2 separate regions of the Pan troglodytes genome follow, and region 1 is linked to region 2. The links are chromatin contacts, called in public Hi-C maps. All regions are on one chromosome and are shown on one strand. Each heading gives the region's core, a stretch centred on a gene start, on an enhancer-like site or on the middle of the called end of the contact. The rest is flanking DNA. Distances are from core to core; before and after follow the strand shown. Region 1 has its middle 22 kb from the start of MYL12B. Region 2 overlaps DLGAP1 (DLG associated protein 1).

Evidence for each region. Hi-C and Micro-C count contacts between places; a contact is called where the count stands out from the background.
Region 1: a Hi-C map of stem cell-derived neural progenitor cells shows a contact between it and region 2, with 15 times the contacts expected there. The contact joins two enhancer-like sites. A contact is called at or near these places in 5 of 7 Hi-C or Micro-C datasets (blood, induced pluripotent stem cells, a lymphoblastoid cell line and 1 more), 1 of 1 datasets of contacts at active chromatin or transcription factors (stem cell-derived excitatory neurons) and 1 of 1 other capture datasets (stem cell-derived neural stem cells).

What each region holds. Positions count from the first base shown.
Region 1 is chr17:27,604,030-27,609,885 of NHGRI_mPanTro3-v2.0_pri, forward strand. No RefSeq gene overlaps it. Among named protein-coding and RNA genes, the nearest start is that of MYL12B, 22 kb to the right of the region's middle. Within about 2 kb of position 2,227, at least 10 of the 24 cell types and tissues checked have an H3K27ac peak or open chromatin away from gene starts, as enhancers often do. A contact at or near this core is called in stem cell-derived neural progenitor cells and stem cell-derived neural stem cells, where this site is marked.
Region 2 is chr17:27,220,947-27,226,685 of NHGRI_mPanTro3-v2.0_pri, forward strand. All of the region lies in intron 8 of DLGAP1 (DLG associated protein 1), which reads left to right. Among named protein-coding and RNA genes, the nearest start is that of TGIF1, 210 kb to the right of the region's middle. Within about 2 kb of position 1,300, at least 12 of the 24 cell types and tissues checked have an H3K27ac peak or open chromatin away from gene starts, as enhancers often do. A contact at or near this core is called in stem cell-derived neural progenitor cells and stem cell-derived neural stem cells, where this site is marked.

The DNA of each region.
Region 1 (5,856 bases), core at 977-3,476, 380 kb after region 2:
TCTTTCTCTTCCCTCCTCCCGCTCTCTCTCTTCCTTCTCCTCCCGCCATGTAAGACGTGCTGGCTTCCCCTTCAGCCATGACTGTAAGTTTCTTGAGGCCTCCCAGCCAAGCCTCCTGTACAGCCTGCAGATCTGTGAGTCAGTTAAACCTATTTCCTTTATAAATTACCCAGTCTCAAGTATGTCTTTGTAGCAGTGTAAGAACTGACTAATACAGATGCTGTCTGTCCATTTCTACTGATACCTTCAAGTAGACCTGCAGCGACATCCTGATCCCTGTCTTCCAGGGGAGGGAAAGCACGGTGTCACTCCTATCATTTCTGCAACTGCCCGCTTCTTCACCATCTCACTCCTTTTTGGCCGAAGTGCTGCAGGAGCTCCTTAACTAGTCTCCTACTTCTAATATTAGAATATAATATTTCCCACCCCCAATGTATTTTTTTCTACTGCTATTAGTGATCTTTGTTGTTGTTTTTTTCTGGGATTGGTTTTCACATTTGTATTAGGGGCCACAGGGAAGGGAGCTCTTCCCTGTCAATAGAGGAGCTCACAGATTCTTCAGTCACTCCTACTTCTTCAGAATCTTCTTCCAATTCATTCATTTTCTCAATCTCCACCACTCCAGCTCAGATCTTTCTAAGAATACGGGTGAACCAATGACAGGGCCAGGAAGGTGGCATCCAGGCCCAACCAACACAAACACCAAAGTTCTCACCGTCTTTGCCGTAGCACTGCTATCAGGAGCCCCCGAACCCATGGTACTCAAGAGCCACTTGCTTACTTGGGAACATATGCTTGGCCCTTCAACATCTCTGTAGTAAAGTCATAAAGGAAAGATAACCCACTTTAACCTCCCTTCAAGCTGAGGTGACAACTAGGATTTTATTCCCCTTATGCCAAGGAAGAAATTGCTCAATGGGACTACTTTGAGATTTTTCCTATGCTTGTAAAGAATATATCCTTTAGTTAAGATGATTATCATATGTTTTAGTTTTAATGGGAAATGCAAGTGCACATTCTAAAATTTTAAAAAGAAAGTGTTTACAATGTAATTAAGTTTTCCTCTCACCCCTGGCCCGTGGCTACAAATTCCCACCACAACAGCAACTAGCTTCTGGTGTGTCTTTCCAGAGATGTTTGATTTATGGCTGCATGAACACACATGTGCACATATGCATGGAACACACATGTTATATATAAATTGATTTCAAAATACAATACCTGGGCTCTATTTTTTTTGTTGTTTTTTGAGAGGGAGTTTCGCTCTTGTTGCCCAGGCTGCAGTGCAGTGGCGTGATCTCGGCTCACCGCAACCTCCGCCTCCCGGGTTCAAGTGATTCTCCTGCCTCAGCCTCCCGAGTAGCTGGGATTACAGGCATAGGCCACCATGCCCAGCTAATTTTGTATTTTTAGTAGAGACGGGGTTTCTCCACGTTGGTCAGGCGGTCTCGAACTCCCAACCTCAGGTGATCCGCCCGCCTCGGCCTCCCAGAGTGCTGGGATTACAGGTGTGAGCCACTGCGCCCGGCCTACCTGGGCTCTATTTTAAACCAAAGCCACAGATTTCCCTATCTGCTTGTCATTTCTGACCTCTGTGACACAAGCACAAAAGCTGGAACACATACTTGTCCCTGACTCACACTGCCCTGGCCTGGACAACCCCAGCCTGCACCATAGGTCCTCACGGCCGGCCCATCCCACCCTCAATCTGTTATCAGTGTCTCTTTCACAGGTGAGGAGGTAGCTAATTTTGATACCTATGTCCAATTTAGCCCAGGTACAAAGAAAGTAGGAGAGTGCCTTTGTATTTTCTAAATCAAACGCATCTTTTCAAATAAAAGAAAAATGTGCCATGGAAGAGTTTCAAAATTGAGGTCTGTTTTCACATATTCAGGTAAAGTAGCAAAGTGGTAGCAGTGACATGACAGATATGTGCAACATACGAGGTCAAAAAGAAAAAAATCACAACAAAAATCATATGCATAAAAACACAGATATGCACTGAAAAGGTAAGCAAGAATCTAACCTTTTCCATCTCCATGATTATGCAGAGTAGAAAAGCTTATTTTTCATCTCTTTAAAATTACCTTGTCTGTTTCCTCTTGGCAATAACTTGGTCACATCCATCTGCCTTCTGTTTCACTTGATTTACTCAGCCCTGGCCAATGCTGCCAGCCTGACAATGAGCCTGGATTTGCACGGCCAGCCCGGATTTGCACAGCCAGCCCGGATTTGCAGGTCTCTCCAGTGTGGCCGCTGTGGACTGGCAGTGGGCTCTCCTCCGCCCCTCCCCTCCACAGGGCAGGATGGGCTTGCTTCCCATCTGCCAGGCAACTCAGGGTCCGCAGCTCTGCGTGGCAAGCCCATCAGATAAAGAGGGATTCCTGCTCTTGTTTGGTTGGTGTTCTGTGAAGAGGTTGGGGTTTTGTCTTTTAACAGGGAAAGAAATAGCCAGACTCACAAACAAGGGAGGGGCAAGGTTATATAAATGTGATATTGTTCAAGGAGTGTGCTGTGAAGATCCCCTAGCTACCTTAGACTGGGAACTAAGACCAGATTTGGAGCAAGGAGAGAGGCCCATCCCAGAGAGACACAAGCCTTTTTTGCTTGGGAAGAGTTTCTCAGCACCACTGATTAAAATTTGCTGTTATGAATGGCAAATTTTCTAGGATTGCTCAGTTTATTCCCATGAATGCAGGCCTTGTTTCCTGCTTGCTTCTCTATTTACAGACCCTTGTCTTTTCCTATTGACATCCTTGGTGTTTTCATACCCACGGGGAAGAGGAGAAGAGTGGTGCAGAACTCAAGGGCAATTCAAAAACAAAAGGAAAAGCTCTGGAGTTGGGTGGGGCAGACAGATCCCACTGCCTGATAAACTGGGTGAGACCACAGTGGCTAAGAAGAAGCCTGGATTAAGAGGCTAGATCTGGAGGCTTTGGGGCCTTAGTCTTCCAATCTGAGAAGTGGGAGTATATCTCTCAAGATGCCTTTCAGCAAGTGGCCCCTGCTCCCAAATGTTTATCATCTGGCAGCGATGAAACGCAGATAATCTACTGAATTTCTTTAGCTTGTCTGTAAAATAATCAGGAAATCCTGGATATTTTCAATATAAAACTCTTCAAATTGAGGTTTTTCTATTTCGTGTTTGCTTGAGTTCTCAGCTATGTGATAGGCTGGTATGAAGGCGATCAGCGGTAGCACTGAGAGAACAAACATCACCGTCAGGGCAAGCATTTCTAAAAGCTCTCTTTGACCTCTTCAGTGAGCAGTTAGACACCCGTCGCAGCTCCTGAACAGCTGTTTGGCACCCTGGTAACAGATAAGAACTCACGTTCGTTACGTGCTTCCAAAGTGCTGGGCATTAAAACACTCCCAGAGAGTAGGGTCCTAGTTTCGCTATCACCCTCGGCTCTCAGATGTAATGTACACTTCAGTAAGAAAGAACTGAATAAATAGATTGAATAAAAGATTACTTGAGAAAAGTACAGTAAGCACAACCTCCCAAATGAGTCAATTGCAATTTACACTCGGATTATTAAAAAATGCGAGTAGACGAAGGTCCTCAGATTGGTTTTCGCTGTGCTAGTTACCAGTGTCCACGAGGAAATATGAATCATCATCAAGTTCATTCAGAATGACTGTCTGAAAGGAAGCCTGTGTCCTGGCAATACAATCAACTGCAGTTAAGTGCGGCTGGTAAAAGATTAGGCTGGTCTCCTGTGAGACGTGTTAGAACAATGTTTTATATTTAAACACACCCATTCATACGCATCTCACAAAATACTTTTCGTACCTTTTGAGACCAGCCTGGCCAACATGGCAAAACCCTGTCTCTACTAAAAATACAAAAATTAGCTGGGCGTGGTGGCAGGCGCCTGTAGTCCCAGCTACTTGGGAGGCTGAGGTGGGAGAATCTCTTGAACCTGGGAGGCGGAGGTTGCAGTGAGCCGAGATCACGCCATTGCACTCCAGCCTGGGTGACAGAGCAAGACTCCATCTCAAAGAAAAAAAAAATAGAAGCTGTCTCATAGTCATTTGTGCTAGACCTGTTTTTAATCAGCTTAGGTGCCTTATTAGAGTATATTATCTAGAACTATAATAGATACAGTTCTCAACATTCCTGAGGTGGTAATAATAGCATTCCTATATAAAGCATAATTTTACAAAGTATTTTCATACATAACCACTAGCTCTGTGCTTTAGCCTTCTCATCTCTAAAATTGAAGTGATGGTAACAAGAACGACTTGTTCAAGTCAGTAAGTGGAGGAAGTCTGGTCTTTTCAGTGCAAAGCCTATGATCTCATGTTCAACAAAGGTCATTATTTCGGTGTAAAAGCCGCTGGAGCCAAGCTGAGATTCTGGCACTTTCCAAGCACTCAATAAATACTTGTAAATTAATGAAGGAAGGAGGAAGGAAGGAAGGGAGGGAGGAAGGAAGAAGGGAGAGAGGGAGAGAGGCTGAGAGGAAGAGAGGGAGGGAGGGAGGAAGGAAGGAAGGAAGGGAGGGAGGAAGGAAAAAGGGAGAGAGGGAGAGAGGGCGAGAGGGAAGGAGGGAGGGAGGAAGGAAGGAAGGATGGAAGGATGGAAGGAAGGAAGGGAGGTAGGAAGGAAAAAGGGAGGGAGAGAGGGAGAGAGGGAGGGAGGGAGGGAGGAAGGAAGGAAGGAAGGAAGGAAGGAAAAAAGAGGGGAGGGGAAGGGGAAGGAAAAGGCAAAAGGGGTGGAGAAGGGGAAGGGAATTTGCCATTGATATTTGTAAAAAGGAGTCCTAGAGATTATTCCCTACATTTGGAGTTCATGAAATAGTATGAATTTAATTGTAAGACTTTTCATCAATTATTTAAGAAACAACTTTGACAAAGTCACAGCATTACTGACAGTAATGCTGTCTAGATACTCATGATTTGGCTGCTTTATCTCAAATTCATTAGGGAATGGGTTAAGACAGTACTATACTAAGAACAATAGTGCCACCTAGTGACACTTCTAGTTATTGTCTCTAAAATTGCCTATGACAACCATTCTAAAAAAAAAGATCCACTTAAGAGACTGTGTGATATGTGCAATCCATCATCTTCATCATTTTTCTATACAAGAAACCTTTTTTGAAATTTTAGTATGTGATAAATCTTTACATCCTCATTCAGATTTCCCAGATGATGTTTCTAAGGGATCTTTTTATACCCGATTTTTCAGTAGTTTATGTTTCTATTTCAAAAACTGTGTTTCTTATAATTTAAGAAATATAAATTTATTTTATATTTCTGTTTCTTATATTTTAACACATACCAATTTTGAGATGCAAATCTGTATAATTGCTGCTCGTAGGACAGACAGTATTAAATATATACATTGTGAGACATTCTGATCAGGTTACAGGTACTAATTATGTAATTAGGAAATTATAGGTTTAATGAGAAGCACCCATCTTGGTCAAAAAGGTTAGAAGCTCAACATTTCTCTAGCTTCTTTAGTTATACAAAGTTGAGCAGGTCAGGGAACTTCAGTAATCTCATCTGTGAAATGGGATGACAATTCCTACTTTATCCACTTCCTAGAGTTCTGAGGATCAAGCACAATTAACAAACACTTGTAAAACTGGCTCATGAAACTATCGATGGTGTTTCCATAATCATTTTCTTGGGAGGAGCACAACTGCCTGCGCTCAGGTGACTGCCCCACTGCTTATTCCCTGTGTAACTTTGGGAAGTTACTTCCTTGCCCCTTGACATTTCATTTGTAGAACAGGGATAATAAAAATACCTACCTCAGGCTGGCCGCAGTGGCTCATGCCTGTAATCCCAGCACTTTGGGAGGCCGAGGCGGGCGGATCACTTGAGGCCAGGAGTTTGAGTCCA
Region 2 (5,739 bases), core at 50-2,549:
CAGTCAATATTTGTTGACTGTGAGGCCGAGGCAGGTGGATCGTTCGAGGTCAGGAGTTTGAGACCAGCCTGGCCAACATGGTAAAACCCCGCCTCTACTAAAAGTACAAAAATTAGCTGGGTGGTGGTGGCGCATGTCTGTAATCTCAGCTACTCAGAAGGCTGAGGCAAGAGAATCGCTTGAGTCTGGGAGGTGGAGGTTGCAGTGAGCTGAGATGCACCACTGCACTCCAGCCTGGGCAACAGAGTGAGACCCTGACTCCAAAAAAAAAAAAAAAATTGACAGATTAGCAACCGGGCACAGTGGCTCAGGCCTGTAATCCCAGAGCTTTGGGAAGCCAAAGCAGGAGGATCACTTGAGGTCAGGAGTACCAGCCTGGACAACACAGTGAGACCTCATCTCTAAAACAAACAAACAAAAAATTTAAAAATAAGAAAATTAGCAGGGTGTAGTGGTGGGCACCTGCAGTTGCAGCTACTACGGAGGCTGAGGCAGGAGGCTCCCTTGAGCCTAGGAGTTCAAGATTGCAGTGAACTATGATTGCACCACTGCACTGCAGCTTGAATGACACAGCAAGACCCTATCTCTAAAACAAATTTAAAAATTAAAAAAAAAAAAACTTTTTAAATTGACAGATTAGAATCTGATCAGTTTCTTTCCAGAGCTACTTGAACATCTCAGGAGATTCTGCTAAGGATGGAAAAGGAAGGAGTTTTAATTTCAAAGTTTCATTCCATGTCTTGTCAAACCAAGTCTAGATTTGCCATTTAGAACTGCATTCTCTGATCCTGTGTTTTAAGAGAGGTTTCTCCATGTAGATGAAACCAGGAGCTGCATCCTTCCTCGGACTGGTAGGTGTTCCCTGGGCTTTATATGTGCGGCGTAATAACAGCATGCAAACGCCAGGGGGCAATGCAGTTTCACCGAAGAATCCTAGGAAACTCGGGTCTGGCTTTGACTAAGAACATTGGCAGGATCCTGGGGCAAAGGTGAAATCCTTGCTAAAAAGAGTTCCGCAAAGGAAAAAATATGTTTAAAAATCCTTTCTTTGAAAGCTTCCTGCATTGTCATCAAAATTGCCCTTCAGTATTTGTGCACAGCTGGAAGTTTTGTGATATTATTTGCAAAAGATTTACTTTTCGTTTTTTCTCAATGCTGCTGCCTAGTCTTTCCTGGAAGGTTTCCTGGGTCTTTCTGCGTAGGAAGGATTATTCTAACCAACTCTCGGGTAGCCTGGATCACATTGTTAGGACTCTGTTGCGTCCTCTGCCTGACCGCGGGGCTCTCTTCCCCCGGTGCCCATTCAGCGCTTCCAGCTGCCTCTGCGGTTGGAGCCGGGCTCCCTTTAAGGTAATTCCAGTCTGGGCCTGTGTTTTGTTTCCAGCTCGGCAGCCGCCAGGTTTCTGCCCTCCCTTAACCTCCAAGGATGAGAGATCAAAGGTGCCCCTACATCTGCCTCCTGCCCAGCTCTTTAATCTGTTACATGTTCAAAAGGGACAAATGCAGTATTGTGCACTCAGGGAGGGAGGACAAATCAGAGAAGTGGAAATGGGCAGAGCCTCAGAATGTGTTAACTTACATAAATGATATGGAATATGCCTGTCGACATATTAGCCCTGCCACTGTAGAGGTGTTTTCTTCTTAAAAGAGCAAGAATATTATGCAGAAATGGAAATCCTCTTTTCTCCCTTTGGAAGCCTACTAAACCCATTTAATGAAATATTGTACACAGACCCATTTGGAGGTCACTATTAGAAATATAACGAGGTAAAACAAAATATTTTTTAAATTTATGAAATGGAAATTACAAGGGCACTTGTAGAGACCTGGGCTTATTTTATATGTGGCAAAAATGATAACTAATCTTTAAGCAGAGCAGATATATTTTAAGAAAGACTATTTCCAGCGGAGCATGTATTTTCCATATCCGTAGAGCTAAGTAGGGGAATGCATTTTAAAACAGGAATTCAGATTAGGTATTAAGAAAATAATACTGAGAGCAATGGTTATGGAAGGTACAGAATTTACCTAACAGCACTAAGGAAGCAGCAATTATTTCTTCCATTTTTAGAGGAAGGGGTTGGGGGGAGGGGGAAGAGCTCCTGATCTAGTAACAAATTGTTTCTAAACTTAAATTTAGAAACATTTTAAACAGTTTGAGCATCCACGATTTTCTTTAGACTTTTAGGAGAGCTCCCTAATTTCCAACTAAAGACATAAATGTGAACAGGCACTAATTACTTTTTTCTCTATGCATTCCTGCGCCCACACACCCAGAGGCTCTCTTGTGCTTCCTCTTCCCCAGCAGTTACAAAAAGGAACTCCAGCAACTTCAGTTGTGCTTAGCTGCCTTCACAGACAATAGCAAAGTAGGACCAGTGGCCTCATATTAAGTCACACTGTCTTTCCCAGTTACAATGGCTGAGAACCCAGATTTTCACAAGGTGCAAAGAAAAGAATATTGACATGGTTATTAAAAGCTATGGTGAGAAGGGAGTCTTTATCAGCTGCTTCAAATATTTCATTCACCTTCTTAACAAATATTTATTCTGCACTTACTATGTCCAGACATGGTGCTGAACTCGGGGAATTCACTGGTGATCAAAAGCAGTCTTACCCTTTGTTCTCATGGAGTTTACCATCTAGGGGTAGAGACTAGCGTCAATCAAATAATCACAGAGATAACTGCGCTGAAAGAAAGAGACTGTTCTTGTGGGAGAATCTACTGTAACAAAGGGATTAATCTAGAGGCTCAGGGAGAACTTCCCTGAGAAAATCCTCACTAGCTAAGAGTCAAAGGATCAAGAAGGGTGAGGGACGGCACGTGCTAATTCTGCATTCAATATTAGTAGAACTGAAAGGGTGATGTGGCTGGAGTACCAAGAGCTAAGGGACAGGGCACATGTGTAGTCAGAAAATGTATGCACAGCTGACTATGTCTGTCATCTGTTGCTACATACCTTATTACCCCAATGTGGAGCAGCTGAAAAACAATCATTGTATTATACCTTATGATTTTGAATCAGGAATTTAGGCAGGGTTCAGCTGGGCAATTCTTCTGTTCCACATTCAGCTAGAAGTTGGTGTATTGGTCAGAGTTCTCCAGAGAAGTAGTATATCCGTGTGTGTGTGTGTGTGTGTGTGTGTGTGTGTGTGTGTGTGTGTACTGACCCATAATTATGGAGGCTGAGAAGTCCCAAGATCTGCAGTCAGCAAGCAAGCTTGAAACCCAGGAGAGCCAATGGTATAGTTCCAATCTGGGTCCAAAGACCTGAGAACATGGAGAACAATTGTGTACGTTCCAGTTCAAGTCGAAGTCCAAAGGGAAGAGAAGACTGATGTCCCAGCAGAGACAGAGAATTCTCTCTTACTTTGTCTTTTTGTTCTATTCAGGACTTCAACTCATTGGACAAGACCCACCCACTTTAGGAAGGGAAGTCTGCTGTACTCAATGAACTGATCCAAATGTTAATCTCATCCAGAAACACCTTCACACACACTCGAAATAATGTTTGTTCAAATCTCTGGGCACCTCATGGCCCAGTCAAGTTGACACACAAACTAACCATCACAGTTGGGCTGGTCTTGAGAGTCCAAGACAGCATTATTCACATGCCTGGCACCTTCATTTCAATGGCTGGGAGTGTGGGCTCCTGATCAGTAGCAATATGGTAACTGTTGACTAGAGCACCTGTAATTGGCACCTCCAGCCTTGCAGCTTTAAGACTCCTTACATGTCAGTTCAGGGCTTCCAGAGACAGTTCCTATCCAAGAGATAGGAAATCTTAAGGTCTTAATGTCTGAGCCCAGATACTGGCAGAGCATCATTTCCATCATATTCTTGGTGACGGCCAAAGCAGTCCACAAGCCCACTCAGACCAAAGGGAATAACGAAGATGCCACTTCTCAATAGGAAGAGTTTCAAATAATCTGTGGTCATCGTTAGTCATCCATGCTTCAGCCTCTGGACACAAATTATTCACATCTTCTGTAAGGCAAAATATACTCACCCCTTCTAAAGACTTCAAAAACCTCATCTCAAGCTCAAGTTTGAGATTCAGGTTCTTTTTTTTTTTTTTTAGGGGGAGTCTCACTCTCCTTGCCCAGGCTGGAGTACAATGGCATGATCTCGGCTCACTACAACCTCCACCTCCCAGATTCAAGCATTTCTCCTTCCTCAGCCTCCCAAGTAGCTGGGATTACAGGCATGCACCACCACACCCGGCTAATTTTGTATTTTTAGCAGAGACGGGGTTTCACCATGTTGGTCAGGCTGGTCTCGAACTCCTGACATCAGAATATCCACCCATCTTGGCCTCCCAAAGTGCAGGGATTACAGGCGTGAGCCACGGCACCCAGCCGAGATTCAGGTTCTTACCATCTAAATAAGGTTCAGTTGCTGATGGGGCCCATTTGATGCTGTTGTCTTATACAATTTCTCTCGATATGAAGACCTCTCAATATGAAAAAGATATTTGCCTCATATATGTCCAACGTATACTGATAATACAGGGATGGGATAAGTGCTTGGGATACTCCCACTCAGAGTGGATAAACAGCTATACCCCAGGCATTACCATAGCAAGTCTGAAATCCACATGCTGCCAGTTCCTTGGCTGGAGGGCCGAGTCCTGCTCTCTGGAATGATTCTCTGCAGCTCTTGGATCCACCCTCCAGACTCTTGTTGCACCTTCTGAGTTGTCCCCTTTCCATAAGAAATAGCACTTTCAGCTGAATAATCTTCTCAGCTTATGTCTCACCCATAAAAGTCTGGGGGTTCTAAGGACTCTTTGCACTTTACCTCTGCCTGCTTTGTCCAAGCTGATTATGTGTCCACTAATACACTTCTCTCATAATCTTTGTGGGCATCCTTTGAATCCTACTGGGTTTCTTTCTGTTAAATGAAACACGTATCTACAATTCTCTTCAAGATAGTCCCTTTTTGGTCTGGGCTCAGATTTGGGTGCTGTGGGACAATACCCTTAGGATTCTTAAAAGCCTTTTTGTCTATTTTGGAAACTCTATGAGGTACATCCTTAAATATTTCTACAGTCATAAAAAAGTATTTTACAGCCACCCCCTAGGAGTGTTAAAACAATTTTTGTTTTGTTTTGTTTTGTTTTTACTCAACACATTCTAGCTCTTTATTGTCTCCAAATTTTGTTTGAAAACTGAACAGTTCTTTTTTGACTCGTCTTTCTCTACCTGCACCTTTTATTGTGTGTAGCTTTAAAAAAAATTTTTTTTTTAATTTTTAAATGGCACTTTAAGCATTCTGCCTAGAACTTTTCTTACTAAAATCCATGGTGGGTTCCTTGGGTATATTTTCTATTTTCCACATTACTACAAGTGATAATGTTAGCAAATTCTCTGCCACTACATTAATAGAGTTACCTTTTCTCCAGGCTCCAGTGACAATTTTCAGTCCTCCCAGCCTTCACCAGCAGTCTTCTCAAGACCTTACAGCTGGCCGGGAGCAGTGGCTAACTCCTGTAATCCTAGCACTTCGGGAGGCCAAGATGAGTGGATTGCCTGAGCTCAGGAGTTCGAGACCAGCCTGAGCAACATGGTGAAACCCCATCTCTGCTAAAATACAAAAAAAAAAATCATCCAGGCATGGTGGCAGGCGCCTGTAATCCCAGCTACGTGGGAGGCTGAGGCATGAGAATTGCTTGAACCCAGGAGGCGGAGGTTGCAGTGAGCCAAGGCCGTGCCACTGCACTCCAGCCTGGGCAACAA